Linked DNA regions of Mus musculus: region 2 is linked to region 1. Evidence: chromatin contacts called from public promoter capture Hi-C data. All regions are on one chromosome and are shown on one strand. The core of a region is the stretch at or near the end of the contact, and the rest is flanking DNA. Distances in the headings are between cores, read along the strand shown.

Evidence for each region. Promoter capture Hi-C pulls out the DNA fragments that hold promoters and counts their contacts.
Region 2: a promoter capture Hi-C map of liver shows a contact between it and region 1, with 2.3 times the contacts expected there. The contact joins two enhancer-like sites. A contact is called at or near these places in 2 of 39 promoter capture datasets (liver and pre-B cells), 1 of 115 datasets of contacts at active chromatin or transcription factors (stem cell-derived neural progenitor cells) and 2 of 9 other capture datasets (adipose tissue and embryonic stem cells).

What each region holds. Positions count from the first base shown.
Region 1 is chr10:41,707,089-41,712,936 of GRCm38.p6, reverse strand. The region is part of intron 1 of Ccdc162 (coiled-coil domain containing 162); the gene reads left to right. Among named protein-coding and RNA genes, the nearest start is that of Ccdc162, 6.4 kb to the left of the region's middle. Within about 2 kb of position 3,361, at least 10 of the 459 cell types and tissues checked have an H3K27ac peak or open chromatin away from gene starts, as enhancers often do. A contact at or near this core is called in liver, where this site is marked.
Region 2 is chr10:41,931,159-41,937,006 of GRCm38.p6, reverse strand. The region is part of intron 12 of Armc2 (armadillo repeat containing 2); the gene reads left to right. Among named protein-coding and RNA genes, the nearest start is that of Gm33058, 25 kb to the left of the region's middle. Within about 2 kb of position 2,211, at least 158 of the 459 cell types and tissues checked have an H3K27ac peak or open chromatin away from gene starts, as enhancers often do. A contact at or near this core is called in liver, where this site is marked.

The DNA of each region.
Region 1 (5,848 bases), core at 2,112-4,611:
TAGCACGTTTAAGCCTAGCACTTGGGAAGCAGAGACAGGGGGATCTCTGTGAGTTCCAGGGCAGCTAGGGCTGCACAGAGAAACCTGTCATAATAATAATAATAATCATAATATAAAAATGCATATTCCAGAGGCCACTTCAGACGTGGGGAAGGGGGAAAGGGCTTAATGTTTTTGAAACTTTGTAAATAGTGGGGTATAGTTTTCATTTTAATTTTCTTACATGCTGCAGGCCAATATATCCCTGAACTGTATAAATGTAGCCAAGAGTATTTGGAGAAGTAAAAGTTGGGGGCTGGTGAGATGGCTCAGTGGGTAAGAGCACCCAACTGCTCTTCCGAAGGTTCAGAGTTCAAATCCCAGCAACCACATGGTGGCTCACAACCATCCGTAACAAGATCTGACGCCCTCTTCTGGTGTGTCTGAAGACAGCTACAGTGTACTTACATATAATAATAAATAAATCTTAAAAAAAAAAAAAAAAAAAGAAGAAGTAAAAGTTAGCTCTCCATAAGCATTCAGTGAGAATGCGTTTGAAAGCCACTAAATGCTTCCAGATTCCCTCTGTGCCTGGAGCAATCTATTGGTTAGCACACACGTGCCATTGTGAATCCATTTGGTGTGTTTTGCAGATGGATGCCCATTTTAACCAATACCCTTGGATTTATTGGTTTTCATGTCACTTTGAAACACTGGCTGACCTACACCAGGGAAAGATTGCTTTTCTAATGTAGACGAATAAATTCAACCCAAATCATTCAACAAGTGACCTCATTACTCCACCCTGCTGTGGACCTTTCTGGGGGACAGTTATAATCCCTGAGAAGATGAGACTTGTCCTATGCCTGTCTGCAGTCTGAAGTGGGTAAGAGAGCAGCAATCAGCAACGTCATACATAAAGCCTGCAGTGGCATCCATGTGGCAGTCCTGACAGGCATGACACTTTGCCGGGATGTCTGCTTGCTTGCAATTTTATAATAGGTAGTAAGAGTAGAGACATGGTTTTCCTAAAAGAAAAAAAAGAACAAAAACAAAAAACAAACAAACAAAAAAAAACCCCTTTGCTAAGTATCTCCTGAGGGGGAGCTTGTGTTTCTGTGGCTTTTAATTCTACATTTTCATGCTGTGCCTGTGGTTCCATGCTACAGATTTCTGTTTCTTTGTGGTCACAACAACTTTGTTCTGAGCTGTGGTCAGACAGGAAGAACCGCTGTAGAGAAGTGATCGAAAGAATGGCACTCATTAGAATTCTCCCCACTTAGAAGCAATTAGTCACGCTAAGGTTACTTAAACGGTTAAAGATAAAGATCTGGGCTGGTGACATGGCTCACCAGGTAGAGAGGTCACTGTGCCTGGTGACCTGAGTTCAACCTCTGACCTCCACCAGTGCTTATGCTCATGCGCGAGAGCACACACACACACACACACAAACACACACGAAATAGACATTAAAAGGTGCTTTTGTTGTTGTTGTTGGGGTTTTTTGTTTGTTTTTTTGTTTGTTTGGTTTGTTTGTTTGGTTTTTGTTTTTTTTTCGAGACAGGGTTTTTCTGTGTAGCCCTGGCTGTCCTGGAACTCTGTAGACCAGGCTGGCCTGGAACTCAGAAATCCACCTGCCTCTGCCTCCCAAGTGCTGGGAGTAAAGGCGTGCGCCGCCACCACCCAGCTAAAAGGTGCTTTTAAGAGATCTTAGCCTTTAAGAGAGGAGACTTATAAGACAGACCTTCTGATCATAACGAAGTAGCTATAAATAACTAAATAACTAATTAATAACATAGTATTGACCAGACTACTAGATCTGATGACATGAAATCAGACTCTAGAGAACTTTGGAAGTACTGTTTCCTGCTGGTTCGCCGTAAAGTTCAGTGTACACTGAATTGTAGGGCACTTCTTTGAAAAACCTATTACTGAGCAAGTACAGAATGTGAATCATTCCTTGCCTGAAATACAGGACCGATGTTTACAGGGCAGTCATCCAAAAATATCCTGGCGGCTTGAAAGCTTTCCACGTCTCGTCACTGTTTGCATTACTTAAAATATAAGTTGTGTTGGTACACAGGAAACCCACTTAGAATTTAAATTTCTCCCGAGAAACCTATAGAATGCGTATGATTTTTTGACTTATTAGCAAAAGTATCTTTACTGGCCCTAAAATATTTTTCAGGCCGGGCGTGGTGGCGCATGCCTTTAATCCCAGCACTCGGGAGGCAGAGGCAGGTGGATTTCTGAGTTTGAGGTCAGCCTGGTCTACAAAGTGAGTTCCAGGCCAGCGAGGGCTACACAGAGAAACCCTATCTCAAAAAACCAAAAAAAAAAAAAAATTTTTCAGAGATGTGATATATGCGGAAGACTTTAGTCTTCCCAGAAGCGAGCCAAGCCGCAAACATAGAGCTGAGAAATCCAGCAGATTAGAAGAAAGAAGTTCTTCCTAGAAAGCGGTATCAGCTGCCCCAGGGTTCTCAGAGCACTGGGTTTTCTCAACTGTGTCCTGTTAATCTTCTGTCTGATGAACACATGCTGTGACTTTAGCGTGTGAGTAGGCTATTGTACCTTAAACAAATAATCCTCAGCTGCAGACTTTATAGATGACAGCACGATGTCCCAGTGTGTCACAAGGCTCTCAGGACACTCAGATCTACCAGATCTACCGTGTATGTGTGTGTGTGTGTGTGTGTGTGTGTACTAGTCAGAAGCTAAATAATTTAAGAAGAAAAGTTTATGTGCAGAGATTTGTAAAGGAATCCAAGGACAAGATTTATCAAATTAAAAAATAGAAAAAAAAAACCTACAAAATTACCAAAGCTGCCAAATTTATTCCTTCACAGGAGAAAATGTTTCAAATACTTACTGTATCTGAAATAGCCATGTATCTTCAGTCTTGCCCAGGTTGGGATGCTGTGTGTAGAGAGATGGAGATGGGAGGAGTCATTCACTTGGAGAATGAACCCACCATGGTGACTTTTTGCATCTGTGTTTTGTTTCCCCCAAGATGATCTTCAGGTACAGAGGTTTACTAGCAGGAAGCTTCATGCTCATAGTTATGCCGTTTTTCAGGAAAAGAATAAGGTAAACTCAGCAACTGACAAGGCACGTGAGGGGCCTGGCATAGTGGTTCATGCATATGTAAACCCAGCACTCTAGAGACTGAAGAGGCAAGAAGAGTTCAAGGCCAGCCAAGGCTGTGTAGGAAACCCCAGTGTCAACCTCTCAAAGCCACATAAGCCAGAGATGATGTCAGGAGCAAGGTTCTAGGGGTTTGGGTTTTCCGTGAAGTCACGAAAAGAGCCTTCCATCCACCCAGCAGTGTTTTCTGAGTTTTGCCAACAGGAGGCCTTAGTACATCAGTCACATGGGCCTGGCTAACTGCCTGGGTCGATGGCCTTCAAGTATCAAGCCGATACTAACCGCGTCCTCACCATAAATCATGTTGTTAACTTAGGCTACCTGCCATACCCGAAAGCCCCAGGAAAACAGAAACACTCCTATCAGACAGAGAATTCTAAGAACTTAAAAGTCACCTTCCAGGAGCTGGGAGCCCAGCCTTATTTTAGAATGTGAAGAGTTATAACGATAAAATCCCTGCTGTTCTGAGCCACTGTGCTGTCCTGTTTTCTAACCCTGGAGTCAAATGCCCATTGCTGCTGTCACAGCCTCTCAAGTGCCAGTCCTGCCTTCAGATTTCCTACTGCATAGATCTCTTGGGCCATTTTATTGATTCAGTGTTGTATTTGGGTTTCTGTCACTGTGATGAAACATCAAGACCCAAAGCGGCTTAGGCAGGAAAGGGTTTGTTTCATCTTCCAGTCTGTAGTCCATCATCCAAAGAAATCAGGGTGGGAACCTGGAGGCAGGAGCTGACGCAGAGGCCATGGAGGAGTGCTGCTTACTGGCTTGCTTGCTCCTCAAATCCTGCTCAGCCAGATATCTGCTTTCTTATAGCACCCAGGACCACCTACCCAGAACGAGCAAACTGCTCCCAAATAAGACTAGCTTATAACTCCAGTTCCAGAGGGTCCAACACCACCTTCTGGCTTCCAGTGGTACCATATATACATGCACACACACACAAGTGCACGTGCATACACTTTAAAAAGTACATTTAAGCCGGGCGGTGGTGGCGCACACCTTTAATCCCAGCACTTGGTTTGGGGGGGCAAGGCAGGAGGATCCCTGAGTTCTAGGACAACCAGGGCTATATAAACCCTGTCTCAAAAAAAAAAAATGATAAGATAGATAGGTAGACAGACAGACAGGCAGATTTGAGAGCATTTGCTCCTCTTCTAAACTGGCAGCTCACAACCTCCTGTAACTCCAGGGAATTGGTTGTCTTCCTTTGGCCCCTTACTGCACCTGTACACATACAGATACAACACACACACAGAACAAAACAAAACACAATCTGGGTTCTTTTAATGCATGGATTATCACCTGGGTACAAAATATTTTCTTAGTATACAGAATAACGTGCTATGATTTTTCTTTCTTTCGTTGTTGTTGTACAGAAACAACGGTAACTCAGTAGCTGGGCGCAACAACTAAAATCCTAATCTAGTAGGCCTTATTAAATCTTAATCCTCCAGTGGCGAATCCTGACAAAACTGAAACAAGGAGACACTCATAGCTACACCTTGTCCTCACACTATCCCTGTCCAAAGGGGCCTATGACTTTCAAACATGTATACCACTATTTTTTTCACATGCCCCATTCCCTGTTCCCTACTCTCACTACTTCTCTTCCTTCCCCCAAGCCTTCTGTGATGGTTAATACTGATTGTCAATGTTATTGGATATGGAATCAACCAAAAGTCAATGCTCTGGGAGGCTGTATAGGTGTATCCTGGAAGGATTAGCTGAGAAGAGACTCCTCCCAAGGGTGGCATCTCCTGGTCAGCAGCCCAGATATGAGGTTGTGGGGAAGGGGCTAGCTCTCTTTGCCTGCTTGCCTTTGCCCCTTGCTGGTGAATGCGTCTACTCTCTTGACATTGCTACAGCTTCCATCCTTTACTGACACCAGAAACAGCTTCTCTGGCCTTCCAGTGTGTGTGTATGGTGTGTGTGTGTGTGTACATGCGTGTGTCTGTGGGGTGTGTACATGTAGTATGTATGTGTGTGTGATCTGTGTGTATATGCTGTGTGTGTATGCATGTGTGTGGTGTACTTACATATTCATATATTCATATCTAGATTTCACATTTGGGAGGGAAGCATGATGGTTGTCATTCTTAGTCTGCATCATGTCACTTAACATGATCATCTCCAGTTCTATGTGTTTGCCTGAAAATGACATGATTGCATGCCTTATCAGTTCAGAATGAAATTCTCTCTCTCTCTCTCTCTCTCTCTCTCTCTCTCTCTCGTGTGTGTGTGTGTGAGAGAGAGAGAGAGAGTGAGAGAGAGAAACTTTTCTTACACATCTGTTAGTGCATATCTAGGCTGGTTCCTCTAGTTGGTTGTGTGAACAGTGCTGTCCTAACATGGTGAGCAAGTGCCTCTCTTCTATGACAGATGTGCTATGTCCGATGTGCTATGGCGACTTCAAGGATATGCCCAGGGTGGAAAAGCCAGGCTCTAGGACAGTTTGTTTTTTTAATTTGGGGATCGGCTTCTACTCCCACTAGCAGTAGCTAAGTGTTCCCTCCTCCCAGTGGGGAGGACATAAGCATTCTGAGTAGGATGAGCTGTGTCCAGTTTCCTTTCTGTTGCTGTGGTGATAAAACAATCTGAATGAAAGCAACTAAGAGCAGGCAAGGGTTATTTGAACGACACTTGCAGGTTGAAGTTCGCCATTGAGGGAAGTCGGGCTGAGCTTCAGCAGGAACTAGGGAGGAAGGCAGCCTGCTGGCTC
Region 2 (5,848 bases), core at 962-3,461, 230 kb before region 1:
CCTCACCCTGGCTGGTTCTGGCTGAGGTCTGGGGTGGGACCCGAGAGTCCGTCTCTAAGAAACTCCTGCCCGAGCTTGTGCTGAGCTGCAGCTGGGAGAACCTGTAACACAAATGAGGTGGTTCCCTAAGACGCGTCCTTCAGTGTGTATGAAGTGACTTTGAGATGAACCTCCAGGGGTCTCAAGTGCTAACTCAGGTCACCATGACGTAGGGTAAGCATGTTAAAGAAGGGAACAACTGACAAGACCAGCCAAGACCAGCTATGAGCTTCTCCAGTGAATGTTGGGCTGCCTCCTTGCTTTTGCTTGGGCAGCTGACAATTTTTGACCTGTTTGCTCTCTGTCTCTGTCTCTATCTCTGTGTCTGTGTTTGTGTCTCTGTCTCTCTCTGTGTCTCTGTCTCTGTGTCTCTGTCTTTCTGTCTCTCTGTCTCTCTGTCTCTGTCTCTCTGTCTCTCTGTCTCTCTCTCTCTCTCTCTCTCTCTCTGTGTGTGTGTGTGTGTGTGTGTGTAAGTGTGTGCCCGTGGAGGTGGAAGGGGGGTTGGTGTCACATTAAACATGTGCTCTCCCACTGAGCTCTCCCTAGCTACAGAGACAATTTCTCAGGGAAAACAAGATGTTATGTTACGTTGTGTTAGACTCTTCTCCCAATGTTCTCTGCCAGACTTTTGTCAAAACAAGTTGTCCTGGGACCAGCTGCCATCCTTGGCAGGCATGCAGCACCAATCAGAGTAGCCCATGAGGGAGGAATGAGGTGGGGCCCTTGGGACCTTCAGAAGGACCTGCCCGGGGGGAAATCTCATGGACCACAGTTAGCTAGCCAAGCCCCCAGCTCTTGATTTGTTGCATGAGACAAGCACATTAAATGTCATTAAAACGGTCCAATGTTCCTGTAGATTTTCCCTTTGAAAGAGCACAGATGTGTGTAAATGTGTGTTTAGCCACATCTGAACTTCGTAAGTTTGCAGCAGACATGTTTGAGAGTGGTGTGTTATTTCTGTTGACAACAAATCTTACTCCCAGCCCTGGGTGAAGTGAGCTGAGTTTGTATGTGGTATTTCTCTGGGGGTGTGGGCAGGGGTGGGGGTGGGGCTCTACAGAAGTTTTCAGAATAGACTTCCACAGGGGCAACAAGCGAGTTCTCAACTTATGTACAAGTGCTAAGACAATCTGTAGCTCAGGTCTCAATGGGCACAAAACTGAGACAGAAAACAGTTGCCATCAACTCCATTCAAAGCCACACTTTCCAGTTTAGGTAAGAATTCCTATCAAGATCCAATTAAATGGTAGATCTCATTTAAGCACTAGGCACATATTGTCTGCTTTATGGTGTAAATTGCATTTGGTACAAACCAAATGTGCAAACAGATGGGCTTAATAAGGGAGAAGGAGCAAGCTGTGGTGCTGAGGCAGGGCTAGCTTCTGAGGTGCCTCTGATGTCAGCACTACTACATTTAGAAGCCCATCACAGTATGTGTGGGTTTGAATTTTGGAAGAACATAAAGGGATTTTCCCCATCTCTTCTGTAAATATCTACTGGGCAAGAACTCTGGTAGAAAATGCCTGAAATAAGACTTATGTAAGGGGCAGCCTTTTACAAAGGTCACACGAAGTTCACAAAGAACAATCCTTATCTACATTAGCCGCCCCGTCACCACGGATCCTCCTCCGCCTCTCCAGCTCTCCCACTTTTGGACAGGGCAGATTTCTTTCTTTCTCCTTTTCTAAACAGAGCTACTAAATGCGGCGGGATGACAGGCAAAGCTTGGCAAGCAGGGTCCGGCATCACCAGACTGGCCCTTCTTGTGCTGTATTTTTAAAGTCAGCCTCTTGTTCTGCATAGTTCCACTCAGACCTGGAGGGTGAGCCACCCCTCCAGCCAGGCATGCAGCATGAGCTCTGATTTGGACAGCTCCGACATCCTGTTGCAGGAAGAGAGAGACCTGGAATGGCTGGAGATGGGGCGGCAAGCAGAGCGTCCCACCCTCCCCATGTTTCTAACTTGGGCCAGGCATTTAGCCGCGCAGAGATAACCCACCCTCCCTTCCTCACATCCTCTTAGCAACTGTGCTGGATTGGTTAGGAAGAGCCCTCCACCCCTTTCCCCTGGTGTCTTTGTGTGGCAACTTGCTTCCACTGGCTCTCTGCCTCCTCCCTGGCAGGAGTGTGCCCTTTGGCTGCCTTCCCAGCCTCTCTGCAGGCACATTCCCAGCGGTGCTGGGCGAGCGAGCAGGCAGGCGAGCAAGTGAGAGCATTTGGCTGAGTGAGCTCCTTGTTCAGCCTTGCCCTCGTTCTGCACCCCTGACCGGGCAGGCTCAGTGGGCCGAAGCTTGCTCATTCTTTCCAGCTCCCACTGTTTTTGTCCTTGTGGAACGGGCTCTTCCCCCACTCAGCTCAGAGCCCAAATGCCTTTATGTCTGTGCCTTAAAAAAGAACCCATCGCAGTAAAAGTCTAACTGTTGCCCTGGTGTTTTTGAGGGGGAGCCACATTCAGAGGTGTGGAGTGTGGGTACTCAGTGAATAATTGCTGATAGGGTGGCTGGGTTGGCAGTTGGATGGGTGGGTAGGTGGTCATCTCTGCCTTCAGAATGGTCTGCTTAGGTCTGCAGTTTTGAGTCTGTGGTCTCTCAGATTGGTCTGATTATATATATATATATATATATATATATATATATATATGAATGAATGAATATGTATTCTCTCAGGCTAACCGTCAACCCGCCGCCAGTGCTGATAGGATAGGTAAATCAGTATTTTCTCAGAAGTCTGCAGCCTGCCTTTGGTGACTTTTATTCTTTAGCCACCTGTAAACTCAAATGTTTAGGTTTTATTTAAGGGTGGAAAGTCGGATAAAGCAAACTGGAAATCCTAACTCAACTCTAAGATGCAGGCAGTTTTAGCCAGTTTAAAACAGGGTGTCTTGATTAATTTTCTGGTTAAGGGCATGGGGAGTGTTAAATTTTCAACCCCCTTTAACTTAATTCTTAAAGGTCCTTCTAAAATGTTTTCCTAGGCTGGATAGGAGTTGTCTCCTAAGTATGAGGAGTCTGTGGAACATAGTTTATTCCTTCTGTGACAGCTTGACATCAGTCCTTTGCCTGTGGTCAGCATCATGCACGGGGACTATTTTAGGGTGCCGTGTGAGAATCATGTGTCCACTCTGGCTGCCTGTGGGTGGTAAAGCACTATCAGTCACACGGGGCAGATGGCTGAGTTGGATGCTCCTTAGGGTGAGGGGACAGGCAGTGGATGCTTTTGAGCAGAGGAGATTGCTCTGCTCCTGAGATGAAGAGATTCCAAGTCTCCTCCTGCAGTGCACAGACCGGCCACCAGGGGCGCCTTTCACAAGAGAAGTGAGGCAACCAGTTTGAGAGGTTGGTGAAGGGTCAAAGATGCCCGGTGCAGGCCTTTAATCCCAGTACTCAGAAGGCAGAAACAGGCAGATCTCTGTGAGTTTGCAGCCATACAGGGCTATGTGGAGAGACCCTGTCTTAAACCCCCGCCCCCTGAAAAATGCCTCAAGTCTGTGGGACATTGGAGGTTGAGGGTAGTTGGGAATGAGGTATTGAAGTGCATTAGCATGCTCAGACAGGCCCTGAGTGCCCCTCACCGTGTCCTTCAGTCTCCAGAAGCCTCAGTTTCCGTACGTCAGGGTGGGGGTGGCAATCTCTTGTTGGCTTTAGGCCAATATCCCTCAGATGGAAGAAGGTAGCTCCCATAGTAGCTCCTGCTGTTGCTAATGCCCTGGAGCTGGTCACAGACCATTCTGTATAACAGTGTCCTCTTCTGTGTCCTTCCATAGTTAAAGCCATTTATTTACAACTTGTGGGGCCCATGATGTCTTAGCAAAGTGCATGTCTGTTAGGGCGTACCATGCTGCCAGGAGGAGGACATGGCTGGCTTCCTAGAGGAAGGTCGGCTTCTTACGGGAGTGTGCTGCTGGTCTGTGTTCTGGTTGGCTATAGCTGCTGATCATTCCATTTTCAGCAAAACTAGGAAGTCCGTATGAACTGGTTACTCTGCCTTCTCAGGGACGTTGAAAGCCTCTCCAGATCCCTTTTCATTTTGTTATTTCAAAACCATGTCATTGTGTGAGTGTGCACCGATGTGTTGGTTTAAAAAAATATTGTGAGAGTGGAGTGCTGTTCTCAGGGACTGGGGAAGAGTAAGAGACGGAGAGCCATGTGTTGAAGGAACTGCTTCTATGGTGAGATTGCGGGTCTGTGAACCTGGTCATTTGTCATTCGCGATGTATTTTGTTGGGTTTTTTGTTTTTGTTTTTTTTTTTGTTGTTGTTTTTCGAGATAAGGTTTCACTTGTAGCTTTGGCTGTCCTGGAACTCACTATGTAGAGCAGACTGGCCCCGAACTCTGAGATCCTCCTGCCTCTGTCTCCCAAGTGCTGGGATGAAAGGCGAGTGGCATTACACCTGACTTTCTTGTGATATTCTCTATAAGGGTTTATGGGATTTGTCTTGTTAGCTAAGAACTACTTTGTATACTTCAGGTGGGTTGGTCAGGGCAGCAGTAGATAACCTCTGTGCAGCTCTGGTTTGGTGGTGGGGGGAGACTCTTCAGGGCAGGAATGAGAGCGCAGGCCACTTAAAATGAGGCTATGGTCTCACAGAGACCCTTCCCTAGCTTCCAGTCTCAGGACTGTGGCTGAGCCACGCAAGCGCAGGTGCAGGAACAGCCTTCCACGAGACTGCTTCTGTTTTGGCCTATTTTGTGCTCCTGGCTCCCTGGAAAACATATTTTCAAGAGGTGGGAAGAAAAGACGCCACAGTCAAAGGACAGAAACAGTGAGGGGAGCAGGTGGTGGGAGCTGGGTGCTGCAAACGGCGCAATCTGTCGTCCCCGTTTGTTGATCTCGCATGCCATCCTTCAGTTGGCACTGCTACTGCCAGGAACCACCCCCTCCCTTTTCCATCCAGCAGGGAGAGAGGCATTGTGACAGTATTAACTCTTCCTTTCCTGAAGCCACTTCAAACTGAATCTTCTTCGTCACGCCATGACCCACATAGACGTTAGAACCAAAGATATTTAGATGTGTTAAGGACTTGGGGGGTGGGTTAGAAAAAGCAGCCCTTGGTCTGCCCAGATGAAGTCACAGGCTCTGGGATAAACGTTCCTGGAAGCTGAATAGTGAGAGGTAGAGGAGGCACCTGGGCCCGAGAGGGGAGTGAATGGCTTGGTCCTGACAGTGACCGAGCAAGACCAACGAGCTGTTTGTTAGATGCCCCTGACAGCATTTTAGATCACTTACGATGTCTTTGCTGTCTCTTTAATGTTTCCCCTTAGGGTTGGGAGAGCCCCTCCAGGGAACACTAACACGGGATGCGAAACGGAGTAGGAACTTGCCGTCTAGGATGAGAGCAGGAAAAGCTTTGTTCAGATGGCAACAATGGAAGTTTTCATGTTCAGTGACTTGGTTCATGTGTGTCTATTAAGCCTGTGGGCAGGTTAGTTCTGGTTTTATTTTTGGCAACTTGACACAAGCTAGGGTCAACTAGCAAGAGAGAACCTCATCTGAGGCACTGCCTCCCTCAGACTGGGCTGTGGGCAAGCCTGGGCTGCTTTTTTCTTAGTTGATGATTGGTGTGGGATGGCCCAGCACACTGTGGGTGGGACCACTCTTGGGCTGCTGTTCCTGGGAGGTATAAGAAAAGTGGCCGAACATTAGCCTGAGAGCAAGTCAGTAAGCAGCCCTCCTCCATGGCCTCTGCTTCAGTCCCTGCCTCCAGGTCCTGCCCTGACTCCCCTCACCGATAGACCGTGAAGTGGAAGTGGAAGCCAAAGGAACCCTTTCTTTCCCAAGTTGCTTTTGGTCATGGTTGGTTATCAGAGCAG